Regions from separate parts of the Mus musculus genome. Here region 2 is linked to region 1. A link is a contact called in public promoter capture Hi-C data. All regions are on one chromosome and are shown on one strand. Each heading gives the region's core, a stretch centred on a gene start, on an enhancer-like site or on the middle of the called end of the contact. The rest is flanking DNA. Distances are from core to core; before and after follow the strand shown.

Region 1 (6,313 bases), core at 1,839-4,338:
CCTTGTTTCCCTGCTTCAGTCTCTTCATCTCCCTCCTTTCCCTCTCTCCTGAATACACAGGCTGCTCTTCTCTAGAATGATTTCGAGCACTTGTATCCTTTTACCCTTAAATTTATAATTTCTTGTTTTTCCGTGTATTTGTGTGTGTGTGTGTGTGTGTGTGTGTGTGTGTGTGTGTGTGTGTGTAGGTCAGAGGACCACTTGGAGGAGCTGGTTCTATTTTCTTCCAACACAGGAGTTCCTGGGATTCAACTCAGGTCATCAGATCAATCAATATTGTTGTCTGTTTCAGATAGCACAGTGGGCTTGTGTGTCAGATGACTGGAAAGGCAATGTAAGTAAGTAGTGTGGAGCTTGGGGTTTGTTTAGCAGGTGTAACCAGATGCACAGGGTCACACAGCAAGTAGGCAGGGCTACTGTGCTTTCTCAGCTGTTCTGCTAACTCAGTGACTCCCTGGATGCAGCCTCAACCCGGTGTTTATGTCTCTCTCCGTGAGTACTGCTTAGGTCTCTGCTGCATACTTGTTTATTCACCGGGCAGTGACGGAGTCTCCAGGTGGTGAACATGTTTAAATAGGCCTTGTTCTTCCCCGTGATGTTCAGGGTTGTTTGTAGGTTAGTTTGTACAACTGGTCAGGGTCTAAGTAGCTCCGAGCTTTCTATTTCTTGAGAGCATGACTGCAACCCTGTCCTTCACTATGAGGAAAGGCCATCCTTTCCAGCTAATCCACTAGCTTCACTAGTGATGGAGGGAAGACAGGCTGTGCTGTCCGGATCAGCCCAGTGGATCCTAACCAGCGATGGTGTGAGCAGTGCAGCAGCCATGTTACCCTTACTTCCTGGATTTGTTACCAATGTTGACGGGGTGTGAGGCAGAACTGCTAAGTCATACTGAAAAGTCAGAGTTGGCTACCATTGCTAGTGAGGTGCAGAGTCCAGGAGAGCCCTGGTATTGGGAGTGATTATGTCTCTGTTTGCTCAGCCCTCATATCTGCCCCTTGCCCTTAGTGCCTGGAAGGCACAGCCACATGGACTGCAGGGAGGGGCATCGGAAGGAAGCAGAGAGCAATGTAAGGCTTGCTTCGCAGCCAGCGAGGGCAGCTGACTGTGCTGTAGCAGAGGAGGAAATACTACAGCTGTTTATCTTCCAAGTGAGGTTATGGAATCTGAAAGAGTCCTTCAATGTTCCAGGCCTTCCTCATTCACTGAGGATGCAGGGACTTGAAGTGGTAGCTCTGAAGTCACAAGTTAGGAAGTGGCTAGGCATTTTAATAACTTAATTGTCAAGCATACCATCTTCAATCTCACCCTCCACAAACTTTGTACAACCTACTCTAGCCATTTATATGTTAGGGCTCTGGTTTTTGTTTTTTGTTTTTTTTTAATAGTTTCTATTTGGAAAATTCCAGGCATTTTATTTCTTACTATATAAAATCCTTTTTATCTAAAACATATTCATTCTCACCCCACCCCTTTTCAAATATGAGCTAGCTTATTCTGGAGCCAAATGTGAGTGACCGTGGCCTGGAAACACCAAACTAGATCACCCCAAGCTCCATGCTTCACGGAAGCATTTTCATAGAGGTTTTATAGTAAGAGAACAAAGTAAGTTCTTTCTAACCTTTCTTATCAAAAATTATCTCATATTTTCCACCTCTTTCTTACCTACTTACTGTTTTTGTTTCTTTAAATGAGAACTGAATTAAAATTATATATATAAGGCACAATGTAGCAAAATAAGACTGTACTCTATTGGTATCAATTTTCTGTTTTTCTTTTTTTCTGTCTGTTGCAAGTCTTAAACAAACTTCTTAACATCTTTGATTTTTATACCTCACTGCTCCAGGGGCAGAGGTCACACAAAATTGAGAATTAGAGACATTTTATATCCCGACAAACACCTACAGAGATGTCAGTGACCTTTAGTAGTTGGTGTTTTGTCGACAAGAGAAGGCAGAAGAGAGCTGAAAAGGCTTGCTTGCCTTCATGCTAACCTGTAACCACAGTGTCAGGCACAGAAGGTGTTTCCGCCTTGATCAACAGTAGGCACATGGGAGGCCTGCTTTCCTTGGGTACATCCTCGCTTCCTCCAGCACAGGTCTTAACATTCCCCATGTGGAACACCATTGATTTGGGTTCTTGAATTATCTAGCAGGAATTGGCTGGGGAAAGCTCCACTAGGAGTCCCAGGCAGGCCAGTGTCCCCTGGGTGAGGCTTCCGGGTGGAATAACATCCTAACGGGGAGGCAGTCAGCTGGCAGTTCCGGTGAGCTTTCTCTCCGTGGATGAGCTTCCTGTAGCTGAACTTCTGGCCTCCTTCCCTTGGAGGCGTGTTTCTGTCTGATAGAAGCAGTGGTGATGTCCATTAGAAATGCCGTGCTTCCTAGTTTTCAGGGAAATTTTATTCTTGAGCTGGTTTGCTGCTCTTTTCCTCCCTGTCACAGAGTGAGTAGGGCCAGCTCATCCCTAGACACAGGGCCTTGGAGGACGCCTTGAGACAGGCATGCTTGGGTCTGAATTGTGGAGGGACAGTGCTTCCAGGGCCAGTGTCTCAGAGAGCTCAAACAAAAATGACAGCTTACTAATTAATGCACATTACATATGCTTTGTAAAAATTGATTTTCTCTTTATGTTGTATATGAGTACATATGGGGGGTGGGGTATGGTCTTCTGCGCTGGTGTACGTGAGGCCAGAGGTTATGTCGGGATGTCTTCCTCAATCACTTCTCCAGCTTATTTTTTGAGGCAGGGTCTCACTCATGTGGGAGCTTGCAGTGTTAGCTAAATTGGCTGGCCAGCAGGTCCCCAGGATCTGCCTGTATCTACCCTATCACCATTCCTCCAGCACTGGGTGCTATAGTTTTAACTCTTTACAGTTCAGAATTCCTATTTTTCTCTTGCAGTTGAAATGGATGCAGTCAGAACTAAATGTCGAAGAAGTGGTAAATGACAGGAGCTGGAAGGTAGGAAATAATGTTGATTTTTATAGAGAAATAGGAGAAAAACTGAACAAGCAGGAGACAACCAGGGGAGGGCAGTGCAGGCAGGCTCTGAGAACAAAGAACCCCAGCAACGCTGAGGGTGTGAGTGCTGTTAACTTCAGAGGATCTGTGACCTACAGAGGGGGGTTAGATACGTTCTTTGTATCTCCTAACACTAACTGTATATGGTTAACATTCAGAGTTTTTACTGTAGTAAAGAGAACTTTCAAAGAGGTTATTTGTTAAACTTAGCCTTTTGTGTAGTTACTTTTCATAAAAACAAAGTTGCCAGCATTATTCTGCAATTGTGTCGGTTAATATTCATGGAGTCTCATTGAATGCAGTTACACAGGGAACACTAAGGAGAAGGAAAGAGCAGGCAGACTTAGCTCCCCCACTCTCCTCTAGGTCTCATTAGGGTTAAATATTAGCCGCTGGGCACTGACTGACTTCTGGCATTTAATAATTGCTTATCTCGTCAGGAGCTTTGGTTGCAGAAATAATTTTGTTTCACAATGTTCACAAACAAGGAAGAAAGAGAAAGAAAAGAAATAAAAGCAAAGCAAAGCAGTCGTTAAGCAGAGCGATGCTGGTGTCTTGCTGTGTGACCTTCCAGATTTCATATGCATGGCCAGGCTTGTTAACTGTTTTTAAAGTCGTGAGTGAAATCATCCTCTACCTACTTGTAGTCACCTTTTTTTTTACTGTGTCATTAAATTTAAAAAGACTCACAGCATGCGAAGACATGACCAAATTACAGACTATAAATTGAGTGTCTTATGGCATTTCTTTATCCTGTCTTCCTGGCCAAAATGTAGCCTGAACTTGTCCTTCTATCAGCTTGAGGGCTGTGCTCCTTGGAAGGTTTGGCAATGATTGTATATTCATACATTCTCTGAAGAAGATAATTTACTCTGGGGCTGATGTGAAAGGGGTGTGGTGAATGTCTGGCTTTCGAGAGGCTGTCCAGAGGATTTTGGAACACGCCAAGTGTGATAGAGTGGAACCTTTTGGATGTGATATCCAGGTGCTCTTCAGTATGCTGGGATTACATCCCAGGAGACCCAAGTGTTCTCAGGACACTTAGCAGTGGGCTGCGCTTAGGCATCAAGAGAGTATTATTCTATCATTAGCCCACAGAAAAGTCAAAACTTAGCCAGGCATGGTGGCCCATAACTCAGGAGGCTACAGCAGGAGGATTGTGAGTTTCAGGCCAAGCCAAACAAATAGCAAGTTCAAGGCCAGTATAAACCACAAAGCAAGACCCTGCCTCAAAATGCAAATTCAAACCATTGACGGGTGTGCAGTGAGCATCTGCCTCTGCTGTGAGGTCTTCCGCTTGGAGGGAGGGATGTGCTTTCACGTGCCGGCGGCTTGCTCCTTGTATTGAGTTTCCTTTGTCACAGAAGTATGATGAATGTGTATGTGTTCTTTAACGCACATCAGAAGTCTTCTCACATAAGAATGTTAATCGCTTCCTTATCCTTTTTACACCGTTGACCCCTCTGAATTCTTCTACCAAGAACTTTCTGTAACTAGCCCCATTTAGTCTAAAGGCTTTCTCGACATTTCTGAGATGTTGTTTCAAATTTTTGGAAGCAAGGTGATCAAAACAAGAAATACACAAATACACATAATTTAGCAGAAGACAGGTCCAGCCAGCAAATGGGTGCTGACATTGTCTACTGAATGTTACCAAGGTATACATTATGCTTAATTTGGTGTGCTAAAGAGACTTACTGTTTCCGAACCCTACATCATGGTAACATACTCCAATTCTGTTGATCTGAATTTATATCCAGGCTGATTTATACAGGATATCTGGGTGACTTTTGTTTCTGTTTGAATATCTTAGGTGTTTAATGAACGCTGCCGAGTTCACTTCAAGCCTCCAAAGAATGAGTAGAGAGAGAGTTTTTTTAAGACTCGGTCATCTCATCGCCTGGGCATGACAGATGTCAGCAGGGCCAGGTTCTGAGGGTGGTCTCTGAGCCAGCAGGCTGAGACCTTTGGTTGGTTCAGCCCCATTCAGCCAAGACCTCAAGTCTAATTCTCATAATTATAAAATAATCAATTGCTATTTTATACTGATTCTGTAAAAAATGTTTTGTAACTATTAAAATAATTTTCTGACTCTGTGTACATATTTATTTGGTGACTTTACAAGTTGAGAGTTTGTACAGAGTTTCTATGTCATTATGCCTGCCTGAGTTTATTGGCATGGGTGGGGCTATAGATTAGTTTCTCTTTTGTCATTGTGGGTTTATTTTAAAGGAGCAGAATCGGACTAGAGAGACGATCAGTGGTTAAGAGCACTGGCTGCTCTTCCAGAGGACAGGTTCCATCCCTACACCCATAGGGCAGCTCACAACTGTCTATATCTCTAGCCCCAGGGGATCTGATGCCCTCTTCTGGCCTTCATAGGCACCAGGCACATATGTGATACACAGACATACATTTAGGCAAAATACCTGTACTTGTAAAATAAAAATAGACAGAGGAAAAAAAATGACAAAATCAAGCTGGATTCCATCCAAACAAACACAGTTTTTCTTCTTCAGGCTGGGCGTGGTGGCTCGTGCCTGCAGTCCAATGCCTTGGGAAGCTGATGTGGGAGCATTACAAGTCTGAGACCGTCTGGGGCTGTATAGTAAGGACCTGTCTCACAGCCAGGCTGCAGTGGTGCACGTGTTCAATCTCAGCTCTTGGGAGGCAGAGGCAGGTGGAGCTCTTGAGTTTGAGGCCAGCCATAATGAGTTCCAGGACAGCCAGGACTACACAGAGAAACCCTGTCTCAAAAAAACATTTGTCTTGTTTTTACATATAAAATAATTTGGGTTGGGGTTAGTGATGTTTCCTAGACAGTTTTCCATGGACATAGAGAAGTGTAAGCTCTAGAAAAGGAAGGGGGTAAATGACTAAAACAAGAGCCCTATTGGATTTGAGAATTTTCAGCAGTGAAGAGAAGTACTTTGTACTGGGTACTGGCTATCTGTGGCCATAGAACAGACCATCCCAGGTTAACTGCTTGGTGTCATCCTATTAATATTTTCTGTGTCCCAGTCCTGTGGTTTCAAAGCCCAGATAGACTGGATTCAGGGTGTGGAAGCTGAAATGCAGCTTGGAATGAGACTGGCTTTTGTGTCCACAGAAAGGGGGCGTGGGGGGTGGGGGGGGGAAGAGGGGCTCTTTTGAGTTCTTTGACCTTGGTGGCAGAAATTAGATGCATGAGTTGTGGTGCATTTTATTCCCTGAGTCCTGCATTTCTCAACACATGGATCTTATTTCTCCATTGTCACGTTAGCCATGGTGTTTTAATGTTCATGGTTCTG
Region 2 (6,313 bases), core at 2,003-4,502, 600 kb after region 1:
GGTCTACATAGCAAGTTCCAGGACAGTCAGGCCTACAGAGAGAAACCCTGTCTCAAAAAGAACAATATATATATATATATATATATATACATATATATGTATATATATGTGTGTGTGTATGTGTATATGATGTATAGTATATGTATATACATATAGACAGAGAGAGTTGTGTGTGTGTATGTAAATGTATATATGTGCATATATATGCATACACACACTGATTCTTTTTGTTCTTCTATATGGATAATCCTGAAACTCTAACTAACACTTTCATTCTTCACTTTCAGGGTTTTTAACTCTTTCTTGTTGTGCAGCTGTCCAGTATGATGCTAAATAGGAGTGAAAATAGTTCACATGCTTGTTCTAAAATTTCCTTTACTGGACCACACTGCCTTTTGACCTTGTTACATCCAGTAATTAGGTACCTCAACCCTGCTACTGACTAAGAACTCCATACCAACCTCATTCAGATAATTCCACTTAATGAAGGAACCCAAAGGACTTTTAGGGCAGTGTATCTGAATAATTAAAACCTTGTTATTCTTTCAGTATGTCTGTTGTCTTTAAATATGTCACTACCTACTCAGAGTTCCTGGCAGAAACCTGTACTCTTTTCTTGGCATCTATGCTGATGGACCTCAACAGTTCTACGTTCTTGTACCTGCCGAAGCATTCCCTCACCTACAATTTGAAGACCCATGGTTGGTTTGAGCCCTTGGTGTCCCCATCAGGGTTTCCCATCTTTAACTACAGTAACAGTTTCCTAACCTGCCCCCTTACTGTAGGTGGCTCTCTCCTGCCTACCTGCCGTTCTTCTTGTGACTGCCAAGTTTCTCTTTCTACAGTTTTCTCCTGCTCATGCCTCACCCAACTTCAGACACTGTGCTCATTGTCTGCTGTATAAAGCTGTGGTTCTTTAGCTGCTCAAACAAAGCCCTTTATGCAACCTGACTGGTTTTCTAACACAGTAGCCTAGCAAAACCGAAGTCTGTGTAGTTCAGCTCAGCCATTTCCTCGTGCCATGAATTCTGTACATTCTGATGTCTCTGATTGGTGAGTCTGGCAATGTTTTATTCATTTAATCCCAGATCAGCTGTCAGTTTCTGTAGGACCTAATGATAGAACTAAGCAAATATTTGTTAAGTACTATCTTTCTGGCAGGTATTTATGCTAGGTCTAGCTATACAAAAAAAAAAATGTAGAAGGCACAGTCTATATGTTAGTATTTAGCCCTAAACATCCAGTGATTTTATTTATATTATCCTGTTTTTAAATGTGGATCAGACAGTTGGCATTCTTAATAAATGTATTTAAAAATAAGTGCTGCAGTGTTAAATATGGAAGGATATGCACAGTGTCCGGGAAGCACACAGATTTCAGAATGCTTTATGAACAAAGTTTCAAGATGATGCTTATAACTGATGAGCTCACAGCTCAGACCTCGGTCGTGAGGCCACAGCTCAGTCAGCCCCACTCCCACTTATTACTATCTGTTAAACCCTGAGGAAAGAAAATGGAGAAATGCTTGCTTAGATGAGCACTAAAATGTCCTTCTACCAAAGTAAGGCCTGAGAGGTTTAGGAGGTAGGTGAGCTAAGAGGAGAACTAGAGTACTTTAGACTGGGGTTGAAAATTACTGAGGACAGTGCCAAAACCCAGAAGCCACACAATCCCTAAATCCCTTCCTGTCACAGACATCTGACATGACTAGTGTTCCTAGGAACATATGCAGGGTCTCTGGAGAGTATGGAACAAGACCCCCACACCCCCCCCCACACACCCTGCAAAGTAATGCCTCCTCCTGCTGCCATGATGTTTTCTACCCTGAAAGAGCCAGAGTGGCTCCTACACACTCTTCATAACCTGCCTTTGGCCACATACTTCCTGAATTTACTTCCTATTTTCTGGAAGTAAAGAGACTATAGGAAAAATATTTAAAGTGAAGAGGCCCATTGAGGGGACCAGAGGACTAACCCAGAAGCGTGTGTGTGTGTGTGTGTGTGTGTGTGTGTGTGTGTGTGTGTGTGTGTGTGTTTCTACAGATCTAGGACAAGCCTGCTTCATTGGCTAGGAAGGGGATAGAGAACACTAGCAGCAACAGTGAAGAGAGTGTCCTTGAAAGCCTAGCAAGACAAGAGAGGTAGGTGCTCTTGAGAAATAATAGCTGCATCCTGTTCAGTGACCAGGGTGGAGGCCTCCTGAGCTCTGTTTAATAGCACTTTATAATGCTATTCTTGAAGCAGGTGATGGGCAGGGGAGGCTGGAGGTGGGAGAGGTGAAAGGAGGAACAATCTTCTTACAGGAGAATATAGCAGACAATGAAAATCCCTATAAGGAAAGAGTGTGTAAACTGCCTTGCTATCTATTTACATTGCCCAGAATATGCGTGACTTTCCAAGTTAATGTCTTGATTGGTTTGATAAGGCCACTTTGCCTTTCTCCCCTTTCTTTTAGTAGTTATAAATTCCCATGGCCCTACTCACTTCCTGCCAAGGAACACTAAAGACTGGGTATGGTGGCTAAGAGAACTAGTTGTCCTCACTGGGTCAAAGGTCTAAACCTTGGTCTTGAGCTATCTGAGATCTGTGCATGGTTGCTGAGCTACGAGGAAAGATGGGTGGAAAACCTAAGGAAAAAATACATCACCACTAACCGAATCTATGTACAGTGAGAGAGGGTCTTTCTTTCTCCATTACACTTTCCCTATTTTCCTGTGAGCATGTGTTCATTTTATAAGCGTGGAAAAATAAATTTGCGGTCTCTGGTTCCTGCTCTACTTTTTAGAATCTTTAGTTTGAATAAAGAAAGACAAGAAGACATTAGGTATAAACATCAGAAGTGTACAGAAGTGTATTTTCAGTGTGTGTGTGTGTGTGTGTGTGTGTGTGTGTGTGTGTGTGTGTGTGTGAAAGGGAGGGGGAGAGAGAGAGAGAGAGAGACAGAGGGGGAGGGAGAGAGAGACAGAGAGACAGAGAGAGACAGAGAGACAGAGAGGTGCATCAACGAGAAATACTACTCCCTAAGAAGTTGCAGCCACGTAATTCTAGAACCAGGAAAGAATTGCAAGGGGTGAGGGTGACTTAGAAATTAGGGGAGCCAGTGACAAGTTCCTCCGCGCGCGCAGACGGAGACGGCTAGAGGCTCTGTTTCCTGCGGAGATGGGTCACCTGGCAGCCTGTGACAGGTAGGGCGGAGGCTTGCGGTCCCCAAGCCGGGGCGGAGCAGGAAACCGAGACAGCCCTGGGCTGGGGCGGAGCTCAGAGAGCCTCAGGTACCGGTGGGCTGGGCCGTACCTGTGGGGGCCAGAGGGGACGCTCCCGTCGCATAGTTCGACCTACGGGCTCCTCGGAGATGCGTGTCCTGGCCGGCGGCTGATGAAGAAAGACTCGCCTCTCCGGGGCCCTTGAGCCTCTGTAGCCAGCGAGGGGGCCAGCATGGGCTGCGGATTGCTCGCTGCTGGCCTGCTCCTCTTCACCTGGCTCCCAGCAGGTGAGCCCTGAAAAAAGGGGGAGTCCCATCCGGGGCCACACGAGACAGGAAGCCATTTGCCTGGCCCTGCAGAGCCGGCCACCCGCGGGGCGGTGCACTTGGGTAGCTCCTGGCACCGGGAGGTGCAGGGGCCGGATCGAGAGTCGGCCAGTGGGAACCTGTTGTTTTCTTCCTTTATTAGCCCAGGGCCTTCGGAAACATGCAATCAAAAAGAAACCCCAGCCTTTGGATTTACGCCCCAACAGGTGTTGTTAGATGCTTGATGCCTAAAACCGAATCTATACAGGCGAAATCACCATTCTTCAACTTCTTAATACCCCTTTCCCTGTCCTTTACCCCGTGTCAAACTTGCTTTCAGAGTGTAGATGCGACGACAACCATTTTGGCCCAGAGTACATTTATTCTTTCCTGACAAGTTAGATTGCGTCGGTAGTGTATGAAGGAGTGTTGGGCATAAATTTGAGTCTCTTACAGGCCATCCGCTAGTACCTGTCATTTGATATTTTCCTCCTTTTTGCGTCCACCTCCTCTTTATCAGCCCGTCCGGCTGCCCTGCACCTTTCTTTCTACCTCCACACTAAGGGTCTCACTCAGAATCTGAATGTCTTAAGGTACCTCTTGGAAACAGGGCAAAAGGTCTTGTCTGTGAGTGAGGCCGAATAGGAAAGGAGAGAGAAGGGAAGGCTCTCTGGGCTCTGTTCACATTAGCCTGTAGCTGTGACTCTGCAAACAAGAATTTTCATTTCCTTTGGACGGTCCACCCAGTTTTATTCCGACTCACTTCCCACTTGCTCCCCTTTGGGAATATCAGTTTGCTCGCCGACCAATTGGAAGCTTCAATGGTTCGTCCAGGCAGATGTAATATGAAAATGGAGGCAGAATGCCCTTTCTATGAGCTAGAGAGTTGCTCAGATGTAATCAAATCTCACGGAAACTAGAGTCTACCAGAGCTTAATGTTGGGAATAAAAGGAGGGAGGGTTGCAAAAGGGTAGGGAACCGAGAAAAGGCAGCATTCCTGTGGCAGGCTGGCTTTCAACTTGTTTGGCCAGACGGAGGCTTTATAAGATGTCTAAAGCTAACAACTAGATGCTGAACGTACACAGTGGACAGGAAGCATGTGTAGCCTCGTTAGGCTTTAGGTACTCAAACACCACCAGAATAGTTAACCAACTTAGACCCTAAGTGCAAATTTGTAAGAATTCTGGAGTTATCTACAGTCTTTTCTCCAGTATGTTGAATTTTTCTTCTCCAAGTCTGTGGCAGCTGGGGACAAAATTCCTGTTTGAGCTGCCTTAGGAAAATAGAGGTCTGCTTCCATCAGCCCCTGACATCATGTTTCCCAACCTGGGTCTTCTGATGGAGCAGTCAGTCTTCTAGACAGAACAAGAATGCCTGCAGATGAAGAACCTGTCAGGGTATAAACCCTGGTGCCCTAAATATTTTAAACTGCCCAGTTTTTTTGTTTTTGTTTGTTTGAACATTTTCAATGGGCATTAAAAAAATACAGCCACTATAGCCAAATATATACTAGAGTATCCAACACACTAACTGTAAAAAGCATGGCTCCAAGTCTCTGAGCCAGCCACATGATGTTAGTCGCTAGGCCCTTGAGACACGACAATATTACAGGGTGTGGTGCTAGCCTGGTCTTCCCTAAGTGGAAGTTGGTCGGTGTTTTACCAGAGTGTGGAAAGTGAAGTCTACAATGATTATCCAGGTTCACTTTCATTTCACAGATGAGAAACTGAGACCCCGGCACTCTGAGGGGAAATAGCTACTTTGACAGATATTGTCCCTGACTATGTGGCGTGCCATCAGTAATACTGCATCTGCTCTATGGACCAGTGATTCTCAGCCTGTGGGTTGAGACTCTCTTGGCGATCAAATGACCCTTTCACAGGGGTCGCCTAAGACCATCAAAAACACTGATATTCATATTATGATTCATAACAGTAGCAAAATTATAGTTATGAAGTAGCAACGAAATAATTTTATGGTTGGGGGTCCGCACAACATGAGGAACTGTATTGAAGGGTCGCAGCATTAGGAAGGTGGAGAACTGCTGCTCTAGATGATGCTTTTTTGAGTTTGTATAATAGATGTCTGTGTGACTCTGGTAATTTACTGAACTCTTTAAAGCCTGCAGTAAACATGGATAATAATATCATTTCATACAGTTTTTGTAAGAATTAATTAAAAGGCTTAAAAGTACTCTATATACTGCTTGTACAAAATGAAGGAGGCCTTAACCATGGTGATAGGACTAGCTATGATTTGGACCCAAGTAAGACTGTTTAAAGCTAAGCTTGAAGAAACTTACTTGTTCTTCTTTTGTGGCTAGGAAACACAAGGAACAGTGAGATGGCTGTTACTATAACAAAATAACTGAGGCAATCAAGTTGAAAAGAGGAAAGGTTTATCTTGGCTCACAATCTTAGAATTCTCAGTCCATGGTTGGTTGGCCTCATTGCTTTGGGGGCTGTGATCAGGCAGTGAATTCACATAGGGTCACATGGTAGAAGAGGCTGCCCTCTTCAAGGTGGCTAAGAATAGTGACAGAGCAACAGGATAGGACCGGGGTCCCAATATGTTCCTTGAGGCCACTTTCCAATTACCTTCCTCGAGGCCCCCATCTATTGAATGTTCTAGCACCTCTCAATGGTGCCAAACTGGGTCCAAATCTTTAACACTTGGGCCTTTGGGAAACACTCCAAGCCCAAGCTATAGCAGTGACTGTGTAGTTAGACTTCAAACTCTGCCTCTGAATACTCATAACTTTGGGTGAGTTGCTTCAACTGTTTTCATTGAGAAAATATGTAAATT

Evidence for each region. Promoter capture Hi-C pulls out the DNA fragments that hold promoters and counts their contacts.
Region 2: a promoter capture Hi-C map of liver shows a contact between it and region 1, with 3 times the contacts expected there. The contact joins the promoter of Ildr1 here to the enhancer-like site in region 1. A contact is called at or near these places in 13 of 39 promoter capture datasets (the 3T3-L1 cell line, 3T3-L1-derived adipocytes, the C10 cell line and 8 more), 1 of 484 Hi-C or Micro-C datasets (embryonic stem cells), 2 of 115 datasets of contacts at active chromatin or transcription factors (both in embryonic stem cells) and 1 of 9 other capture datasets (embryonic stem cells).

Annotation. Positions count from the first base shown.
Region 1 is chr16:36,086,998-36,093,310 of GRCm38.p6, forward strand. Ccdc58 (coiled-coil domain containing 58) reads left to right here. Exons shown (of 5, transcript NM_198645.2): 4 at 2,904-2,963; 5 at 4,837-5,121. The coding sequence ends at 4,887. Among named protein-coding and RNA genes, the nearest start is that of Gm41450, 13 kb to the right of the region's middle. Within about 2 kb of position 3,089, at least 12 of the 459 cell types and tissues checked have an H3K27ac peak or open chromatin away from gene starts, as enhancers often do. A contact at or near this core is called in liver, where this site is marked.
Region 2 is chr16:36,690,726-36,697,038 of GRCm38.p6, forward strand. It overlaps Ildr1 (immunoglobulin-like domain containing receptor 1), which reads left to right and starts at 3,253. Exons shown (of 8, transcript NM_001285788.1): 1 at 3,253-3,489. The coding sequence starts at 3,435.